Linked DNA regions of Sus scrofa: regions 1, 2 and 4 are each linked to region 3. The links are chromatin contacts, called in public Hi-C maps. All regions are on one chromosome and are shown on one strand. The core of a region is the stretch at or near the end of the contact, and the rest is flanking DNA. Distances in the headings are between cores, read along the strand shown. Region 1 overlaps ETS1 (ETS proto-oncogene 1, transcription factor). Region 2 overlaps ETS1 (ETS proto-oncogene 1, transcription factor). Region 3 has its middle 430 kb from the start of ETS1. Region 4 has its middle 42 kb from the start of ETS1.

Region 1 (4,790 bases), core at 1,931-4,430, 350 kb before region 3:
AAAAGCTTTGCGTCTCATACAGCATGCTCTGGGAAAGAATTGTGCCAAAGAAGGTACAAGAATTACATTTTTGATGACTGATTTTTTTTCCCCTTGTTAGTTTCCATTCTTGGCAGGCCTTTGCTATGGCACCAGGTATATATGCTCAAAGTTTAGCAAAAATACATTAAATGTTTCCCCTACTACAGTGAGTTGTTCCTTAGCAATGAAAAGAAGTCTTTTCCCCTCTGTTTTGCTCTTTTTGGAAGCCAGAGGCCAAAGGACAGTTTGTTACATGGAGAAGTAGCCCCTTGGCCTGTTTCCTTGGGACTGAGTTTCGTGCTAAAGAGCCAGCAGTGCTCTCTGCAGGCCCTGGATTACTGGGGAAGAGGAGGTGGGAATGCTACCTGGCAGCAGCAGAAATGGAGACAATAGTTTCAAGTCAGGCATTTCTGAATCTGGGCACCAGCTTTAACCTTGTCAGGGCAATTTTAGTCTCGTAAAGCAAATCTTAGTGGCTGCAAAATGCACATCCCGTTTTTGGTCAGGCCTACGGATCCCTTGGTCTTTCCTCTTCCTGGTTGGAGCACTTTCTGTGCGGCCAGTTGGACAGGTCCACCATCTCTGTCAGTGATCATCCTTCTTCCTTTGCCTGCGTGGTGTGACAGTCAGGCTGCCTGAGTCTGTTTTCATGCTCACCGGCTGGGTTCTAGCCCCATCTCTGTGTCGCCCTCCGTCCCGGGGAAAGAGGCGCGTTCCTGGTGAGCGAGCTGCCTTTCTTTGGGAGAGACTGGGGGAGTCGATGAGGTCACGTGTCGCAAGTTCTCCGGAGGCTGTGGCGATGCCAGGGGTGTTATTAAACGGGTGGGAGATGTGATACAGAGAGGCGATGCTGAAGGCGTAGGAACTCGCTAAGGGGGAGTCGTGTGGGTACAGGAAATGCATCCTTGATTTCACAGAAGATCAAGAGCTTCCCCTCACACCTTCCTTGCCCACTCATGGAAACCAAACGTTCTCCAGAACTGCCCGGGGCTTGCTTGGGGGTCACTGTACATGGGTGGGCTTTAGCGTGGCAGAGTGAGGTAAGGGTAGAAGTCGTTCTAGGGTACCTACTGTGGCTCAGGCACTTTGCAGAGTATGTCCCACAAATAATCACATTCTAGAAACAACCCCATGCAGTTGGTGTTCCATTTTTTTTAAATGTAAAAAAAAAAATGCATTTACAATTTTTAGATGGCAGTATCGTCAGGGTGCAATATTCGATAAGTTACAGCAGTGCAACAGAGTGATTCACAGTTTTTAAATGTATATACCTTGAAATTTTAGGTACTCCATTGATATTTTAAAATATCCATTTTTAAATGAAAACATATTGAATATTTAATTTAAAATATAAATCATGGATACTCCATATAGAGTTACTCTAAAATATCCACCATAAGGCCCTGCGTGGTTCAGTATCTCCTTGGAGCTTATTTGAGACGTAAGCGTTTGTATCGAGGTTTTCATCCCCATCATGAAGATAAGAAATCAAGTCTCAGGCTCCAAGAATTTTTCCAAGCCCGTAGAACTTTCAAGTCCCACATTTAAACTTAGATCTTTCTAATTACAAAGGCCCACTGACTTAGAATCAGTGTGGAGAGACAATTTGCTAACATTCTCATCAGAGGCTTTGATTCTTGGCATATCCTTCTGCTCAGCGTGCTCTTTTGGGCTCCTCATTATTCTCAGGCTAAGAAAGAGAACATCAGTCTATCTATAAATATATACCACTGGGATGTGTAATGGCGAGGAAGCCAAAAACGTAGCTCACATCATTTCCACGTGCATTTTCACATTCAAAGTGAACAAACGAAATGTGAGTACCGAAAGTTACTCAACGTGCCTAGAGGCTTGGTGCCTGGGCCCCCATTTTGCAGATTGGGAAATCGAGGCATGAAATAAGGACTCGCCCCATGCTTGAGAATCCTCCAGAAAGGGCATATTCAGAGGCACACGTCTCGGCCTTGAGGCTGCTTGATGCAACAGGAACCTTCGTAGAAAAATAAAACACACACATGGAATGAATCAAATCTACATGATGGACCTGCCGTTAACCTCTGATTCAGTTGGAGAATTAAAAAAAAATAAAGTATCTCTTTATTTCTGGATTTCTGAAGGCCTCTCTTAGGAGAGCCTTGTGGCTTTTCCAAGGCCCTTACCTGTGATGGATGGGCTGATGGGAGGAATTTGAAATTCCAGACTGGCTGCATTATCTTGGAAGTGCTTTGGGTGCTGGATGAGCAAAAGAGCTACTTAGTGTTTTAAATGAGATGGGGCCCCGGTGACTTGCCCCCAAGGTCACAGGGTTTGGTCAGCCTGTGCTGCTCAGGGTCTGCTGTAGACAGCACGGGACTGAGGATGAGTCTGGTCGCCAGGGGCCCCAGCTGCCTTCTTTGTCAGGAGAGAACATTCTCAGTGTTTTTATGGGCAAACCAGCTCCGAGGAGTTAGTGTTTGAATTTCCCAAAGCTGGTGCAAGATTCAAAGAGGCTCCTCCCCCACGAACCGGCCACACATCTATGGCCCATCTTCTTCCAATTCCTGTTCTGATGGAGCTGAAATGCAGGACACCTTTTCAGTCATCGGTAGATGGTTCTTCTCTTTGTCAGGTGGTCTTTTGATGCCACAGGTGTCTTTGCATTATCTTCAGATCCATGGTGTAGACAACACGCAGGATCACAGGGAAGGGATCTGCGCTTGGGTTGCTCTGTAGAAAGTCCTCTTGGTCCCTGAAGCCCACAGCCTCTCTTTTATTCTGTTGGTTGCGATGAGGTCCCCACGGCAGCTGCCCCGTCCTGGAAGGAGCACGGTTTGGGGGTGACATAGCCCTGCCGTTTGCATGCTCTGCTCGCTCATTTGTCCTCAGGCTACGTATTCAACTTCCCTGAGCCTTCGTTTTCTAATCCCTACAGTGGAGATAGTCATAAAGAGCTTTCGGGGCTCTTGTAAGGATTTGAGATAAATCCTGTAACATGCTTTTTCACCGACACAGGGTCTCCTAAAAGGTGCCCTATCCTGCGGTCTTGTAGGCTGCCACTTCTGTACCAGTGCTCTTTGCTGACAGCACCGTTGCTACTTCAGTGGTTGTTAGGACTGTGGTTGCTGTTAACCTGGTTACAGAAAATTTTCCACTTGACACCCCCCTAACCAAGTGGGCCAGCACAGTCCCTGTGGCTGATGACACTGTTTTCTTCCTCTCACGCACTCTTACCAGACTTGAGCCGGGCCTCAGGTCACCGTTGCGACTCTGGAACATCATGTCCGGGCATGGCTGGGTCAACAGGGCTGGTTCTTGGAATTGCTAGCATCAGGATATAGAACTCTCTTCACTGCCGAAGTGTTCTCTTTGCCTGGAATCCCTTCTTTTCTGAAGGTGACCTTGGCATCTGAGGGTTTAGGAGGAAACCTCTGCCACCTGTGGGTGCAGCCAGCCCAGGGGAGAGCTGCCTGCCCCGGGCCATCCTGTCCCCAGCCAGGCCGCCCCCCACCCCCACCCCACGTCAGCCCACTGCTGAGAAGGGCCAGGTCAGTGCATCCACGCGGCAGCCTCGAAGATAATATCTCGGGTCTGAAAAAGCCCACTGGCCTTGCTTCCTTCTGGACGTGCCCGTCAGACCCTCCCAATTCTAACGGACTTTCCCTAGATCGCTTTGCAACTGAAGACGCCTTTGGGAACCCTGTGCCCGTTGCCACTTGCGGTGGTTGATTTGCAGCCAAACTCTGGCACCTGGAAGAGGGGATCCTGTGTCTTTAAACAGCTGTGCTCCTATGTGTGTAAATGCGCTTGCTAATCCAGTGACTAATTCAGTGTATTATAAAGCAGCAACGCGCGGGCTGCCAGGGCAGGGCTGTGTCCCAACTGGAGTGGTGTGTGAGGCCCAGAGAAATATTTCCTGAATTGTGTCGCACCACCGTCTGTGGAAGGGACTTGATGCCTCATCTGTCTCTTCTCTGCATAGAGTCAGCACCGGCCTTCTCTGGGTTCCCATCCTGTTCCCGCTGCCCCCTCCCCCTCCCCCAGTCTGTGGGTCAGTTTATTTACTCATCTGAGGGTGGAGCTGGTGCTCAATCTGAGTCAGGGCCTGCGAGCCAATCAGAACTTCTCCGGGGCATTCCAGGGGCCCAAACTCATGATCCCTCTTGGAAAAGAATTTTCCAAAAGGTCCCTTTTGGTCACAGTATTGTGAGCTGCACCTTTCTCGGTTCAGGGCCGGTGAGCCTGGTCCAGTGTTTGTTTGCCTGAAGCCCATTTCTGTCTGCCCCCCCAACCCCCACCAAGGGATTGGGAGAGAAACTTCCAGAAAGACTCAGGTCTGGTGGAGACGTCTTCTCCTGAAAGCCTTATACTTAGAAATCTGCTAATGCTAATGTCACTCTAGGTGAGCTCCTGGGCAGCCTCTTCTGGGGACAGCTTGGGGTCAGGGGAATGCGAGGTGCCCTGCTTATCTCCTGCAGTCTGTGGCCCTCTCTCTCAGGCCTCACATAAGTGGTCCCAGACATCGGAGACGCCAGGCAACCACCTCGGGATGTGCCCTGCCCCAGCACCTCCCATGGTCCCCCGGAGAGTGGGCCTCCGTGCCATCTCCCGAGGTCTCTCTGTGGCTGAGGTCACATAGCTGTCTCTTCCCTCTCACTGATGCCATCCACCTGCCCTTGGAGTTGTCCTTGACACCTTGGCTCCCTCCTCTCCCTTGCCCCCCATGCTCAGGACAGCAGCGGGTTCTTTCCTACCCCTGGCCCCACGGCTTCTGGAACCAGCCCCATCACTCA
Region 2 (5,097 bases), core at 873-3,372, 390 kb before region 3:
ACATTTATATATATTAAGAAATAGTTCCGAGGTGAAATGTCACACTGCTTTAGGAGATAAAGATTGGTCAGAAAGAGTGTGACGTTGGCTCTCCCTGTAATACTGAACACTTTTAACATACATTTTCCTGCAAAACGGTAGAGCTAAAGAGTGTCTTTCCCCCCTAAACTTTGGAAGTTCAAGTGGGAGACGCGTCGAGTCCGAGTTCATGGTCTCTCCTGGGGCTTTCCCAGACGGCCAGGCGGCTGGGAGAGATCAAACCTGGCCCAGTGTTTGGAAAAGGGCTATCGGCAACCAGGTGGGAAGTTTCAGCAGGAAAAACAGATGCCTCCAATTTGGCTTTAAGTGTGGAGCACGGGGAGGGAATGCCAGAGAGACTTGTTAAATGGAGATTCACCTTGCTCTGAAATGTTTATTCTCCCAACAGCCTTGTTCTTTCAGCTGGCCCTCTCAGACGGGCCCTGTGGTTTAAAACACGGTATACTGTTCTTTCCTCATTGAGTATGTTTTCCTTTTATAAAGGACCTGTTCCAGGTTCTTTGTTCAAAACAGTTTTGATTGTGCGTGCGCACGTGTGTGTGTGTGTGTGTGTGTGTGTGTGTGTGTGTGTGAGAGAGAGAGAGAGAGAGATGTGGGCTATTCCTCTCAAGGAAACTTTCGACCTTCTCGGAATCTGACTTGAGAGTTGTGTTTGGAAGGGGGAAGCTGTAACCCCGGCACAGGTTTTAGCCTTTCACGGAAGGCTGCAGTGAGAGCCCAGCTGCCCTGCCAAGCTGCATCCAGGGCACCGTGCTGTGCTGACCGAAGCTTGCTGCAGGAAACCCTTTCGGCACCCGCATCCCATCCCTGAGAGGACCAAAGTCAGCCAGGAGGAAAGGCTCGGGGAAAGAGCCCTGGGAGGGCATTATGAAGAGAAGCCACAGGCAAAAAAAAAACTAGCTCTCAGTCTCGCTCATCATTTCGTTTTCCTGATGATGAGATTTCTGCAAGTGCCTGACTCTCTTCTCCATCCACCAAGGATATTTCTCTGGCTGGGAACCGAGTTGCCTCCTATTTGCGGAGGTTGCGCTGCCCCGCCCATCCTATCTCCCACCCACCACCCCGGTAGCTTTCCAGCCTGGGCTAGTTCATATTCAGATCACAATAACTTTGTAAGTTTTTGAGTATCAGCTGAAAGGTATGGGGTCCCAGCAAAGCGTTTAGGGGGTATGGTGGGAAGAGCAAGAACTCACCGGGATTTTGTTCCCTCCCCTTTAACAGGCGGGACGCTTACACTTATTTCACAGTTGCCTCGTACTATAGACTGGGCAGAGTGTGTCCTTCAAAGGTCGTCATAGCAGGTGATGAATAGATGCCACCCTTTCACCATGATGAGTGTGAATTTAAGTGACTCAAAGAAACCTGGTGGCCCACTCTTGTCTCCCCAGCTTTGCCCATGCTCCGGCGCCCCAGGGTAATTTTCAGACACCTGCCAATTTTACCTTCCGCGATGCCGCATTTTACTAGCGGGAGGAGAAGGGAGCCAGGTGAGGGCCAGAAAGAGAAGCTGTGGGTTAGAGACCTGTGTCTCTCAGAGGGACTCCAGCGGCCCAGGGCAGTAAGGACAAATGTAAATCACCTCCTTCGCTCCTGGGGCGGGAGGGTAACCTAGTGGGAGAAACCGGGGCCACAAGGAGTGACAAGGAGTATGCGAGCGTTCCGCTGGCTGTCCTCCAGCGCTGCTTCTCAAAAATCCTAGGAAGTAACAGCATTGCCCTGGAAGTCCCAGGGGGCTGGGGAGAAAAAAAGTTCTCTTAACTTTTTCAAACCACAAATATTTGGCCCGAGTTGGGAAAAGGTCCCTGGGGCACGGAGTTCTTATTTGATTCAAGCAGTCTTGACCCCCCTCTTCGGGAACTCGGCGGGGGGAGCGGGGCTGGGGGCCCCTGGTGGAGGCCGCCTGGCGTCAGTCCCCGCTCTGCCGCCCTGGGTGAAGCGAGCGCGGGGTGGGTGAGGGTGCGGGGGCTGGAGTCGGGCGGGGGGAGGGGCCCTGGCGGGGGAGGGATGCGCAGAGGCAGCCTGTTCTCAGCGTCTGGTCGCCAAGAGACTTACTCTCTCCAGATGTTCGCTGTGTTTATAGCTGCTGAAGCAGGAGACCCAGCTCCCTCATTAATAAGTTTCTTTCCTGCGCTGCGGCCAGGGGTCTCAGCCCGAGCCTGCAGCTGGAAGAGGCGCGGTGGGGGAGGGACGAGGGGAGGTGGCTCGCCCCCCTTTCGCGCCCTCCCCTCCCGCCTCCGCGTCCCTAACCCCCACCCGCCTTCCTCCTCTGCAATCCTCCCAAAATACACGAGCACACAAAAAGAAAAACACCAGCAGATTTTTTATTTCAGAGAGTAAACACTTGGGCCGTGGGGGTCTGGAGGTTATGGGAAAAGAGGAAACCATCAGGCTAATCAGGCCGGCACACACTTCCCCTGCTGAAATAAAACAGAAATCATTGCTCCGCAGGCCGGCGGGTTAACCCCGGCGCTGCCAGCGAGGCGGGCGCAGGCGGGGCCCGCCGCGAGGGAGGCAGGGCGTCCAGGAGCCCCGGCTGGAGGATCCCGGTCCCGGCTGGGAGGAGCGGACCGGCTGGGACTGAGCGCCTTCCATGCCGTCAGGGGGTAGCATGCCTGCCCCGAGCCGGGATGGAGAAAGAGACGGTTGGAACAGAAGAGATTCTGGACAGAGATTGTTTTGCAAGAGCTGGGGGCGGGGGGCAGTTCTAGATGAGTTGGGGAGATAGATAGACCGCGAGGCGAGCGAGCGGCGGGCGCGCACGTGCTTAAGGTTACTGTTGAGAAATGAACTGGGGACTTGATGAGGTGGGTCTGGGCCAAGGTTTTAGCCCAGCCACCTACCAGCTCTGTGACCATGGGCACACCGTTGACCCCTCCTAAGCCTGTGTCCTCGTGTGTAAGACAGTAGATCCCGCCTCGCAGAATTATAGTGAGGAGCTGAAAACCGTATTGACTGTGGAAGAGGCGAGCACCTGAGCATGGCTCTCAAATCAGGATTTCGTAGATTACTTTGAACTAGTCAGGTTCATCTCTTCCTTCCTTCCTCCCTCCCTCCCCTTCCTTTTTCTTCCCTTCTTCTTCCTTCCTTCCTTCCTTCCTCCCTCTAATCCATTAAATGCCTTCAGCTTCTACCTTCTGCCCCCTCGCTGCCTGTCTGGAGATCATAAATATCGCATGGGCCAGAGGTCATAGGTCAAACGTGAGACCTAATTGCACTATGAGGGAAATTACCTCCCCACTGATGAATAGGGCAACCTCTGGCTCTCTGAGGCTGCCAGTGTGAGAGGCCTGAGAGGCCAGCAACTTTGGTTCAGATCCTGCCCCCATACCACCGCCCCTCCCCCACATGGCTGTAAGGTTATGCTTCCCCGACTCGGGGTTCCCCCACTTGGGGTTCCCCCACTTGGAACAGCCCAATTAGATTCATTCACCACCTCCACAGAAATGTTGAAGTCTTTTGGGCTTTCTTGCTATGAAAGAAAACAGACCTTTGCAACCTCTGTTCCTTCTTACGAGTGGCATTAAAAAAAACCCCAAAACAAGGCTACCAATTCCCGAAGTTGTTTTACGAGTCTTTGGGGGTACCTCCTGAAACATGCTGAAGTTGGGCCTAAGAAACAGACCCCAGTGATTTAAAGAGCCACAGAACCAGGGTTCTAGTTGCCTTTGCAGTTGTCACTTGATTTCTTACCTGCGTCATACATGTTTTTTATCAATGCTGACAACTTTCTGCCAAGTTGTAGGCCTGCAGATTCTCATACAGCAGGGGTGCTTGATGGGGGCGAGTTTCAGAAACAAGGGATCCCTCTGAAATTTTATGGGAGGACTTTCCTAAGGGCCTTAGCTTTCCTCTGATTCTCAAAGTGGTTGAGACCCCAGGAGGTTAAGAACTCCAGCCCAAGGGAAAAGGTACCTTTGAACCCAGGCAGCACTTAGCATCTTGTATTTAGCAAGTCAAGTCTCTTTTGTTGAGCTGGGTTGTATTCACTGGTAAAGCTTCCTTCCTGTCAATCCCTTCTCACCACTCCTTCAGTCCCAAGAGACAGTATTGAAATCTGGGAACTGTTTCCATCCCATTGTGGCAGAGACACTAGGCATGGACGCCTTGCCTGAAATCCAATCACATTTCTCCTGTTTCCTTCTTAATGTCTCGTTTTATTTCATGCTCCTCAGAATAATCTCTCCAAACGCCCTGAAGGGTAGGGGCCTGTGGTCCCTACTGGGACATAGAGGTGGGATGGGGCCGAGCCCTTGGGGCCACTTCAGAGCGTCATAGGAGCATCACACTGAAATCTCCTTCTCATGGACTAGCCACTGACTGAGGGATATTCCCCGCATGGTCCTCTCTTGCGATCAATGGGAAAAGATGAGTGGCAGGAGCAGGGCCCCTAAGGGGGCTGAAATCCAAAGCCAACCCTTCCTCCCACAATGGGTGCAGAAACCACGGCACAGAGAGATGCTTCCTTGCCCCAGCCACTGCCTCCAACTCTGGCCATCCTTTGGCATCTTAGCCCTCATTTCTATTCTTTGCCTTCTCTTGGAACCCTTGACTGTTATATCCGCTGCCACAGACAGACAGGTGGAGACATTTTCAGAAATTTCAAATCCAGCACAAGGAGTTTTTACCCTACCCTGGCCAGCTCCTTGGAGCCGCCCAGTGACAGCTCTGCCTTTCCTCCGTTGGTCAGTGCAGATGAACATTCTTAACTGAGCAGGGCCTACAGCCTGGCCTGCATCCCGTTGATAGGCTGAATACTGGGTTTTATAATGAAAGAGACTGAAATGCCTGTGGCCTGTTCCTGCACCGTTGAGTAAAGACTAAATAACAGAAACGTTGTGTTTCCTTCAACCAACCTTGAAATATTCAGGCATTTCATTAGTACTTTGTGCTTTGAAGACATGGTTCTGATCTCTCAGAATTTTATCTCTCTTCCTCATTGCTCCTCTACTGATCCATTAAACAATTAAGAATGTAGAATAAAAATACTTCCTATCCCATTCTTCTTCAATTTTACTTTTTTTTTTTTTTTTTAAGGGCCACACCAGCGGCATATGGAGG
Region 3 (5,153 bases), core at 2,172-4,671:
ATCCAAGCCGCCTCTGCGACCTACACCACAGTTCATGGTAATGCCAGATCCTTCATCCACTGAGTGATGCCAGGGATGGAACCTGCAACCTCATGGTTACTAGTTGGATTTGTTTCCGCTGTACCACAAAGAGAATTCCTTTTTTTTTTTTTTTTTTTTTTTTACAATTTCTGACTAGACAGTGCATAAGAACACTTAAAAGTCCTTGCAATTTTATTGTCTTATATGAAGAAAACCTAATAGAGTTTTCTTCAAACTTGACAGCAATCTCCGACTACCATTTTTTTTTTAAATCCATTATTCATGGTAGAGAGATGACTGGGTGCTCTGTCTCCTCTCTCGATAGTAAAAGATACTACAAAACTGTCCTCTGAAGAGGTGAGCAAACAGAATAGAGTCAAAAAATGTATTACAGACCTGTGTCAGGCTGTTTGCTGATGCATTTGGGTTATGTAAAATTTGTGGTATTCATCAACTTCTAAAATTTTCCAAATAAATATTTCTTCTTCTCAGAAATTATTCACTTTGGAAACTAATTTCGTATTATATTTTGTATTTTTTATTTTGCATTTTTTTTTCTTAAAGAGCATCCTCCCCAAACTGTCTATACTGCAGGTCCCATAAAAAACAAATCTGCTTTGGAAGTTCCCGTTATGGCTCAGCGGGTTAAGAAGCTGACTAGTATCAATGAGGATGCGGCTTTGATCCCTGGCCTGGCTCAATGGGTTAAGGACCTGGCGTTGCCATGAGTTGTGGTGTAGGTTGCAGACATGACTCAGATCTGGGGTTGCTGTGGCTGTGGTGTAGGCCAGCAGCTGCTGCTCCACTTTGACCCCTAGCCTGGAAACTTCCATGTGCTGCAGGTGCTGCTCTAAAAAGAAAAAAGAAAAAAAAAAAAATCTGCCTCTGAGTTCAGTGAAAGAATGTGCCACAGTGGGAACTCCCTTTATAACCGGCTTTTAAAACAAATGTTGAACATAGTCTGGTTTTCTTGGTCCAAAAACAGTTTAACACAGCTTTTTACTTTCAAAACTCCCTCCTATAGGTTTTTGTGTTCATTCGTGCCTTTGTCAAATATGGGTCTGTGGTTGTATTAGATTAGAATTATTAGATTTAGGAAATGAAAATAAAGGATGTCCAGTTAACATCCAGTTAATAAAGGATGTCAGAATTGCTGACAGAAAACACAATTTTCAGTATAAGTATGGGGTCTCATTTGTTATCTATCAGCAATTCGAACTTATGCATGTGTCTGGTGGTTTATTTGGCAACCCTACCTGGGGTACAATATGCTATTCCTGATTTTAGAGCCATACAAATATGAAAGAAAGTGAGAACAAAGACGATAATTTTATAACTATACAACGTACTGTATTTTTAATTTATTATTTATTTTATATATTTATTTATTTTTTCAGCCACACTTGCAACATATGGAAGTTTCTGGGCCAGGGATTGAATCCGAGTCAGAGCTATGACCTGTGCCACAGCTACAGCAACACCAGATCCTTAATCCACTGCACCAGGCAGGGGATCGACCTGGCACTTCCACAGAGACAAGCCGGATCATTAACCCACTGCACCACAGTAGAAACTCCTATTTTTTAAAAAAATTTTATTGGCGTAGAGTTGATTTACAGCGTTGTGTTAATTTCAGGTGCACGGTAAAGTGATTCAGTTATATGTAGACATGTATCCATTCTTTTTCAGATTCTTTTCCCATATGGGTTATCACAGAATATTGAGTAGAGTCAACTATGTTTGATTCCCTTCTGGCAACGGGAAGGTTTGAAGTCTCCCTGAGAGGTTGGTAGAATTACCTTCCTACACACTCTAAAGCTACCCTTGGTTTCATGACCCAGTCCCTCCTTGAGAAAAAAAACAGGTATTTGCCAAAGCAACTGAAGGACACCTGCTCTGCCCAGTCTTCTGTGTGCTGCCCTTACGCTCAGCCCACACGCCAAGGATCATTCCTTTGCCGGGAGCCTCAGAGGCTTTCTAGCAGAGGGCCAGGCAGTTCACAAAGGAATATCTTCCAAAGGACCACCTGTTGCAACTTTCATGGCTTCATAGATTAGCTGCAGTCGCTCACAGGTTCAATTCAGTGTGGGTGGAGACCCTGTGAGCTCTCCCTCCTTACATGTCTGGACATGTTCTGGAACCTCTCCGTTCTACTTGAAGAGTTTGCCCTTCTTTGAAAGTGTGACAGAGGTTTACACTAGGGGAAATTGTGGAAAAATAAAAAATCTGCTTTAGAGTGAGCCCCTTGTGTTTGGAGACTTGGTGAATGTTTTAGTGGGTGTGTTATGGCGATGACACATGTTTGGGTGAATGCATTTTTGAGTGTTGAACTTTGAGGACACGACGGTTTTTCAGGTCCTGAAACTGGTGTGGCATTGCACAGGCTCTAGAATTAAGTAGATTCAGTTTCAAATTCATGAGTTGGCCTTTTATGACTGAATTTTTCTGAGCCTCTATTTGTAAAATGTGGAGGTGTCTACTGAATTGTTATAAACATTAAAAAGATAATGTGTACAAAGTGCATAGCCCTGTTACAGATATAGCAAATCATTGTGAGATAAATGTTAGCTATTGTCCAATGCCCTTCACAGTCTGAGGTTCTGAGATTATACATTTGATGAACTTCAGCCCCCAAAATTAACAATGATGAATTTTTGTTTTTGTTTTTTTTTGTTTTTTTGTTTTTTTGCTTCTTAGGGCCATACCTGCAGCATATGGAAGTTTCCAGGCTAGAGGTCGAATCTGAGCTACAGCTACTGGCCTACACCACAACCATAGCAAGATCCGCGCCACATCTATGACCTATATCACAGCTTGGCTACGCCAGATCCTTTAACCCACTGAGTGAGGCCAGGGATGGAAGTTTCATCCTCATGGATTCTAGTCAGATTCTTTTCCGCTGAGCCACAAAGGGAACTCCAACAATGAGGATTTAAATAGACCAGGAATTTGTGTGTTTGTAAACAAGACTGACTTAGTTCTAGAATGAGATCTTACTATGGCAATGACTGAAAATATATCACACGTCTCTTAGTTGGTGTATGTTTTTGGAATTTGCTCAAGGAGAATGAATTTGGGTTCTACTTTTCTTATTTCTCTCTCCAGCACCTGGCACAACATAAAATACATATTTGGTGCTCAGGAAATAATGTTTCATGGAGCATGTGTTCTTTTCTGCCCTAAATGAGAGTAGGAGCTTGAATGTTTATTCCATGAAACCCTTGGTTAGAAATGAACAAGAAAGTAATTTAGTCCCAAAGACACAATGAGGCTTGTTTGCCTTTCGGCCCCTCTGCAGAACTTCTAAAATGTGGTTGTGAGCTTCGTTGTGGACAAAACGTGCCTACTGGCATTTTAAGCAACCATTAGCAATGGGATCTCACTTTTAAAAAGGTGCAATCGCAAGCATGCTAGGTGAGAGTTGTATGATGGTTTCAGTTTTATGTCCATATTAGCACAGATTAATATGCTCAACTGCCTGCTAAGCTATTTCTCAGTATTTTGCAGAAAACTTTTTTTTTTTTAGGGTAAGTCATCTTGATTTGATCTATTTTTCTAAAATAGCACTATCACACAACTCAGCAAATCCAAATAATGAATACATCAGACAGAGAGGCTTTATAAAAATTAGTTTATTTCCTGCCCACATCAGGAATGTGTTGTGTGTGCAAAATAAGCTGGAAGATTAGTTTATGAGAACTTTAGGTCCACCTCGAGTGCACAGAGATAAGTTCTAAAATAAAGCTGAGTTCGGCTCCCCCACCTCCCCCCGCCCCAGTAAATGCTGAGCCTGAATCTTCCGGAGATTTGAGAATAAACACACTGGTTAGCATCATTCTGCAGTGTCACAGCGCCACCTTTCGGTACACGGTTTTTTGTTTCCTAACGGTGAATTTCACACAGCTGGTTCCTCCCGTGATTTTTACAATACAACTTCCTTGGTTATGGCTTGACATAATTTCCCTGGAGAGTTCAGGCTTAGGGTATGATAATATACCTTGGATCTGCAAAGCATTAAAAGGGAGGATATTGTCAGATATACGATCTACCCATGGACACAGGCCAGATGCATTTGTAACTAAGAGAGAAGGCCCTCTTGTCCTAAGTCCATCCCTAAATGGCTTGGCTTGGCTGTTATCTATCAGCACTTTCCTTACTTTTGCAGAAAGGCTTAGTTAATTTCTTTCTTTGCCTTCCAGCTATGTTGTTGGGAGCTTGGTTATGGCCATATATAACAGGTGACAAAATGTCTTTTCAGAGAAATAAAACCAAGAGAGCAACAGCAAGAACTTTACAGTATTTTCAAAATTGCTTCTCTGGAATACTTACCCACAGTATAGAGTGAGTTGTAATGAATTATTTATAGATGGGGCAGGCTTTGTTATGTTAATTAATTAGTTAATTAGGACTCGGGTTGCCTTTTTGGCATTAACTGAAGTTAGACTCGAGTTACAAATATAAAACAAAGTTATCCTGGCCAACCTGTTGGAAGGAACTTCAAAATAGTTAGAGATAATGAGATTTTTGTGTTTTATGCTTTTGGCTGCTAGTCAGAAACCTTGAAGGAAAAACAAGCTGAATTCTCTAAAGTCAGGTTTAGTGCTTGCCAAGGCCTTAGAATCCCAAGTTAACCATTTTGGCTGAATTTCTAGTGCTGTCCCAACAACTAGTGAACTCAACGAAAATACAACTCATGTTGTTTGCTGTTATGTATCCAAACAGAAACAGTTGTATTTTTCCTCCTTGGATTTGCCATCAGAAATTTTGGCTTGTGAGAGACATAGTCTAGGTTGGCATCATTGCAAAGCACTTGTTCTATTCTGAGTTCCAAGAGGAAAATAGTGGAGAATTGTTATAGATAGACGCTCTGGTCTCTACTTTTAGTTTGCAGTTTCCTAGACAAGGTCGGCAGGACATTTTGGTGAGAATATTTCAGCTCCTCGACTTCACGAAGCCCTATCCATCCATCACCTTTGAGGTCAAATTTTATTTACTTAAAGAGCCACTCTAGGGAGTTCCCGTCGTGGCGCAGTGGTTAACGAATCCGACTAGGAACCATGAGGTTGCAGGTTCGGTCCCTGCCCTCGCTCAGTGGGTTAACGATCCGGCGTTGCCGTGAGCTGTGGTGTAGG
Region 4 (4,800 bases), core at 2,118-4,617, 470 kb before region 3:
TTAGAAAGCAGCTGGCAGGCAGAGATAGGTGGGCAGGAGAAACAGACACCCAAGAAACCCAAGTGGCCTTGGAAACTGCAGGAGTCTGGGGCCCACCTTTGCCTTTGAGGGTTGTCCTCCTTGACCACACGTAGCCATGGACCTGCGGTGTCTTTCCTATTTGGAGAGGCCGCCACCTCTCTCTGCTCCCACTTACCCTCCCCCTGGGACCCCACGCTCCCCACCTGAGCCATCTTTCGGAAGCAGATCTGGCCCGGTCTCCGCCATCCCCCTGCTGGAAACCTCTGAAGTCTTGGATCAAAGCCCATGGCTTCAGCAAGCTGGGCCCCTCACAGGGCAGCCCTGCCAGCCTTCTCTGTCCCATTTCCCATGGCTTCCCCCCTGCTCTGCACAATGCAGGCCACCCCAGACCAGCCATCTCACTGGGCACTTGTGATTCCCTTCTGCCTGAAATGCCCTTTCCTTTGCTTGCTGGATTCTTGCTCGGTGATAAAGACCCACCTCGGTTTTCAGGCTGTGAGCCCATCCCCCACAGAGATGCTCCCCCTTTTTCAGACACACACTTTACAGCCTCACCTTGGGGCTCCCAATTTCCACCTTCCACCACAAAGCTGCTGGCCCACTACCATCCTTACTGTTTCAACCCAGATAGACTGCTAACTGCTCTTAATTCCTTTCTTTCTTTCTTTTTTTTTTGGTCTTTTGTCTTTTTAGGGCCACATGGGTTGTATGGAGGTTCCCAGGCTAGGGGTCGGAGCTGTAGCCGGCCCTATGCTAGAGCCACAGCAACTCGGGATCCGAGGTGCGTCTCCAACCTACACCACAGCTCACAGCAATGCCAGATCTTTAACCCACTGAGCAAGCCAGGGATCAAACTCGTGTCCTCATGGATACTAGTCAGGTGCATTCACCATTGAGCCACGGTGGGAACTCCCTAACTGCTCCTAATTCTTCCTTTTCCTCTTTGTCTTCCTCTCCCTCTTTTCCCTTTCTAGGTAGCTAATAAAATTATCTTTGAAATCTCTGCTGAGCTGCCTCTGGTACCTGGCACTGTACCAAAAAAAAAAAAAAAAAAAAAGAACGATTGATGTGCTGATTTTTGCCTTATCAAATATCTTCCATGCCTAGACGACGACCAGGCACCTTCTGTTTGCTATCTCCCTGAAGTATCACACCCACCCCGGTGGTTAGATGCTGTTTTTTGCATTTTCACATGAGATCAGTTGATGCTTAGTTGAGTTTCAACCTATTGAGTTTAAATTCCTTTCCAAGGTCACACCGTTGGCAAAGGTCTTGTTCCTGCTCAGGTCTCTCTGACCCCAAAGCCTGGGCCTTTTTTTTTTTTTTTTGTCCTGCCCCTTAGCACCTGCACGGCGACTTCAGGGCTACAAGGACCTGGGCCCCAGATTGGGTCTCCCAACACCTCATGAGCCCTTGACCTTTCTGCACAGAAATGGAAAGACGAGCATGTGATCCTCAGGGTGGTCGCTAAGTGCAAAACAGCTTCATCAGAAAACGCTCCCACAGTTAAGCATCAGAAGAAAGATGAGGAAGGGAGTTCCCATTGTGGCTCACTGGGTCACGAACCCAACTAGTATCCATAAGGATGCAGGTTCAATCCCTAGCCTCACTCAGTGGGTTAAAGATCTGGTGTTGCCATGAGCTGTCATGTAGGTCGCAGACGTGGCTTGGATCATGCATTGCCGTAGCTGTGGTGGAGGCTGGCAGCTGCAGCTCCCATTCAACCCTTAAAAAGAAAAAAAAAAAAAATCAGGAGGACATTTACACCTTTCCCCTCTTAGTTCTTATCCCACCCCGAATCTGTTGTGCCTTCCTGGTCAAAGAAAGCCAGGGTCTTATACCTCTAACCTGTGGTCAGCAGGAGTGGGGTCTGGTGGATCATGGTGTTTAATGCTTGGGTCCTCGGTGGAGACCAGGTAATTTGGAATGCAGGATGAAAAGAATTATGAGAACAGAGTATTAGAAGAAAGTGGAAGCCGGAGGGGAAAGGGACCACGGTGGCCTGTAGTGAGCTGGGGCTGGGGCCAGATGGGACCCCTCTAAGGATGCTGAGCAGGGCGAAGAGTAAAGGGTCTGGTGGATCCGCTTTTGGAAGGACTCAGCGCAACTCCCTCCCACTTGTATCCTGTTCTTTATTTCCTCGCCTCTCCTTCCAGAGAGAGAATCCATGAGACTCAGTCAGCACCTGCTCATTAGAGTGCCTACTGTATACAAGGCACTAGGAGGTACAGAACTATGCCCTGTTCTCAGGAGCGTAGGCTCGGGAGGGGTGAGTAATAGATTCCTACCCAGACCCACTTCTTTAACCACACTGAGTGAAGGCTGTGCCGTGCTTCAGGGCAGGACCTCCATGTCATGGCATCGGGTGGTGACAGCGGCTGCTGTTCAGGAGTATGCAGAGTCGGGGGCACCTGTGGAACCCATGCTATTCTCTGCAGAGCCATCAGGAAGGCCTGACCCCGAGCCTGGTCCAAGCTGACCCACCAGTGCTTCCCAAGGTCATGGTGACCTCCCTCCGCTCTGCCAGTGGGACCTGCGGTCTGACCCTAGGTTTACGGACACATTCAGATGGCAAATTGAAACAGGGTCTTGTGGAGTTCCTGTCATGGCTCCATGGAAATGAATCTGACTAGCATTCATGAGGTCGTGGGTTGGATCCCTGGCCTTGCTCAGTGGGTTAAGGATCCGGCATTGCCGTGAGCTGTGGTGTAGGTCACAGGTGCAGCTTGGATCCCGAGTTGCTGTGGCTGTGGTGTAGGCCGGCAGCTACAGCTCCGATTGGATCCATAGCCTGGGAACCCCCATATGCCACAGGTGCAGCCCTAAAAAGACCAAAAAAAGAAAGAAAGAAAGAAAGAAAGAAAGAAAGAAAGAAAGAAAGAAAGAAAGAAAGAAAGAAAGAAAGAAAGAAAGAAAGAAAGAAAAAGAATCTGGGTCTAGTCCAGAAAGTCCAGGAGGGCCATTGCCCTGCTGACCCCACAGTGCACTTTGGCCCCCCAACCCCTGCTCAGGACCCTTCTCTGTGATTAAATGGAGAACAAGCAGCAAGGAAGCCAGCTCCCAGCAGGGAGCATGTGCCTCTGTCACCCTCTTTCAGAACCACTTTCTTTGTTCGGTGCCCAGAAAAGGCGACCTGGGCGGGCAGAGGCTGACCCTGCCTGGCCTCCACCCTTCTGGAAGCACAGCCCACCTGGCTTCAAAACTTTCTTGTCCAGGTCTGATTCTTTCTCTCCAGCCGGGTTCTGCTGGTGTCTGGAGAAGACTTTTGTCAAAGCTGACTGGCGCCCAGAACACTCTCTGAGTGACTACGCATCTCTTTTCTTGAAAAACAGGAAGTCACCCCAGGCCAGTGTTAAGTCAGCCCCAAACCCAGAGGTTTAGATCTCAGTAGCGCGCAGAAAGTGTAAAACTTGGCAAGTTAGCCGTGTTATCATCCTCTTTCAGATGCCTGGGTTTTTCTCCCTGCCCTCGCCCCCAGCTTCCCTGTCCGATGTGGGCTTCCTGGGTGACACCGGGAGGAAGACACAGTGGTGGGAGGCAGGGACCCTCCCAGGGCTTGGAGACCCGCTGGTTCAGCAGGTGGAATAGAGGACAAGGCCTCAGATCACGAAACCCATTTGTGCTGGTCTGTTATGCGGTTGGTCCTGCAGCCTCAGAGCCAAAGGGTTACATTCATATTTCATCATCAAGAATGAAAATCCTCTAAACTCAGGTATCAGTATCACTTTTTAGGAAGAATGCTTTGAACTTCCAAATCCTAAAGCTGTTCGTATTATTTTGGGGAACGATCAAGCCACGCACAGGAAGACGCAGGTTGTGGGTGATCAAGAGGCGTAGAAAGCAAGCAACGGGAGTCAACCCCAGGGAGTCAACCCCAGGGAGTCAGCCACGGGGCACGTGGGACTACATTCAGGTCAAGAGGGAACCCTCCGCGTGAGACGAGCCTGGGCCTGGGTTCCTCCGCGTCGGTCGGATGACGAGGTCCAGCCCATGCGTGGGTACCTGGTGTGGTCCTCCCCCCCGGCCCAGGTTCCCTCCTCCTCCTCCTTCTCGCCTTCCAATCCTCTTCGTTCCGCTCACTCTCCCTCTCCTAAACCGGATCTCCTTTCCATGGGAATAAGCCACTATAGGTCTGAGCGCTGGCCTAAATAACGCCGACAAGCTACCTCTTCCACCTCCCCTCCATGGGATTACCAGCTGCAAGGTGACGTTGTAACACGGACAGGACTCCAGAGATGACACTGGTTGCCAGGGGCAGAAAGGGAAGAGTTTAAGCCAAGACCCAAGGAGCCCAAGAAAGGGATGTTGTGGGCGGGATTCGTGCTGGGTCATCTCCAAGGACTGTTCCCGTCCCCGGGGTCCTCTGAGAGATATCCTGGGGAGCAGACACCTCCCACACCAATGCCCCGGCTTTCTCCTGCCACCTCTTCTGCTCCAGGGCCATCTCTGCCCACCCGGTGCTCTCCTCCAACCCCACCCCACGCCCCTCCAACATACACACTCTGCTCCCCGCCCCCCGTGTGTCATCTTGGAAACAAGCGTGCGTAGATGACTCCAGACGCCTCCCGGCTCTCGTGTGTGCTTTGTGGCCAGGAAGAGGGTTCCCCGGGTGGGTCCCACCACTCCTCTGTGAGAGAAGTTGAGAAAGTTTTCCCTTTTGTTTGGGGACATTGGCTAAGTCATATTTTAAGAGAGAATCATGTCTGATGCAACATGAACCCACCGCCAAGCAGGGCAATGCATAGGTTCTCAGGCTCTGAGACCCTATGGGAAATTGCC

The links. A called contact is a pair of places that touch in the nucleus more often than the background predicts.
Region 1: a contact with region 3 is called in a Hi-C map of liver, with 6 times the contacts expected there. The contact joins two enhancer-like sites. A contact is called at or near these places in 3 of 47 Hi-C or Micro-C datasets (alveolar macrophages, embryonic fibroblasts and liver) and 1 of 2 datasets of contacts at active chromatin or transcription factors (skeletal muscle).
Region 2: a Hi-C map of liver shows a contact between it and region 3, with 8 times the contacts expected there. The contact joins two enhancer-like sites. A contact is called at or near these places in 11 of 47 Hi-C or Micro-C datasets (alveolar macrophages, embryonic fibroblasts, epiblast stem cells and 6 more) and 1 of 2 datasets of contacts at active chromatin or transcription factors (skeletal muscle).
Region 4: a Hi-C map of liver shows a contact between it and region 3, with 3 times the contacts expected there. The contact joins two enhancer-like sites. A contact is called at or near these places in 29 of 47 Hi-C or Micro-C datasets (adipose tissue, alveolar macrophages, blood and 16 more) and 1 of 2 datasets of contacts at active chromatin or transcription factors (skeletal muscle).

What each region holds. Positions count from the first base shown.
Region 1 is chr9:55,429,446-55,434,235 of Sscrofa11.1, reverse strand. All of the region lies in intron 3 of ETS1 (ETS proto-oncogene 1, transcription factor), which reads left to right. Among named protein-coding and RNA genes, the nearest start is that of ETS1, 80 kb to the left of the region's middle. Within about 2 kb of position 3,180, at least 28 of the 83 cell types and tissues checked have an H3K27ac peak or open chromatin away from gene starts, as enhancers often do. A contact at or near this core is called in liver, where this site is marked.
Region 2 is chr9:55,471,771-55,476,867 of Sscrofa11.1, reverse strand. All of the region lies in intron 3 of ETS1 (ETS proto-oncogene 1, transcription factor), which reads left to right. Among named protein-coding and RNA genes, the nearest start is that of ETS1, 38 kb to the left of the region's middle. Within about 2 kb of position 2,122, at least 40 of the 83 cell types and tissues checked have an H3K27ac peak or open chromatin away from gene starts, as enhancers often do. A contact at or near this core is called in liver, where this site is marked.
Region 3 is chr9:55,082,114-55,087,266 of Sscrofa11.1, reverse strand. No RefSeq gene overlaps it. Among named protein-coding and RNA genes, the nearest start is that of ETS1, 430 kb to the left of the region's middle. Within about 2 kb of position 3,421, at least 13 of the 83 cell types and tissues checked have an H3K27ac peak or open chromatin away from gene starts, as enhancers often do. A contact at or near this core is called in liver, where this site is marked.
Region 4 is chr9:55,551,283-55,556,082 of Sscrofa11.1, reverse strand. No RefSeq gene overlaps it. Among named protein-coding and RNA genes, the nearest start is that of ETS1, 42 kb to the right of the region's middle. Within about 2 kb of position 3,367, at least 15 of the 83 cell types and tissues checked have an H3K27ac peak or open chromatin away from gene starts, as enhancers often do. A contact at or near this core is called in liver, where this site is marked.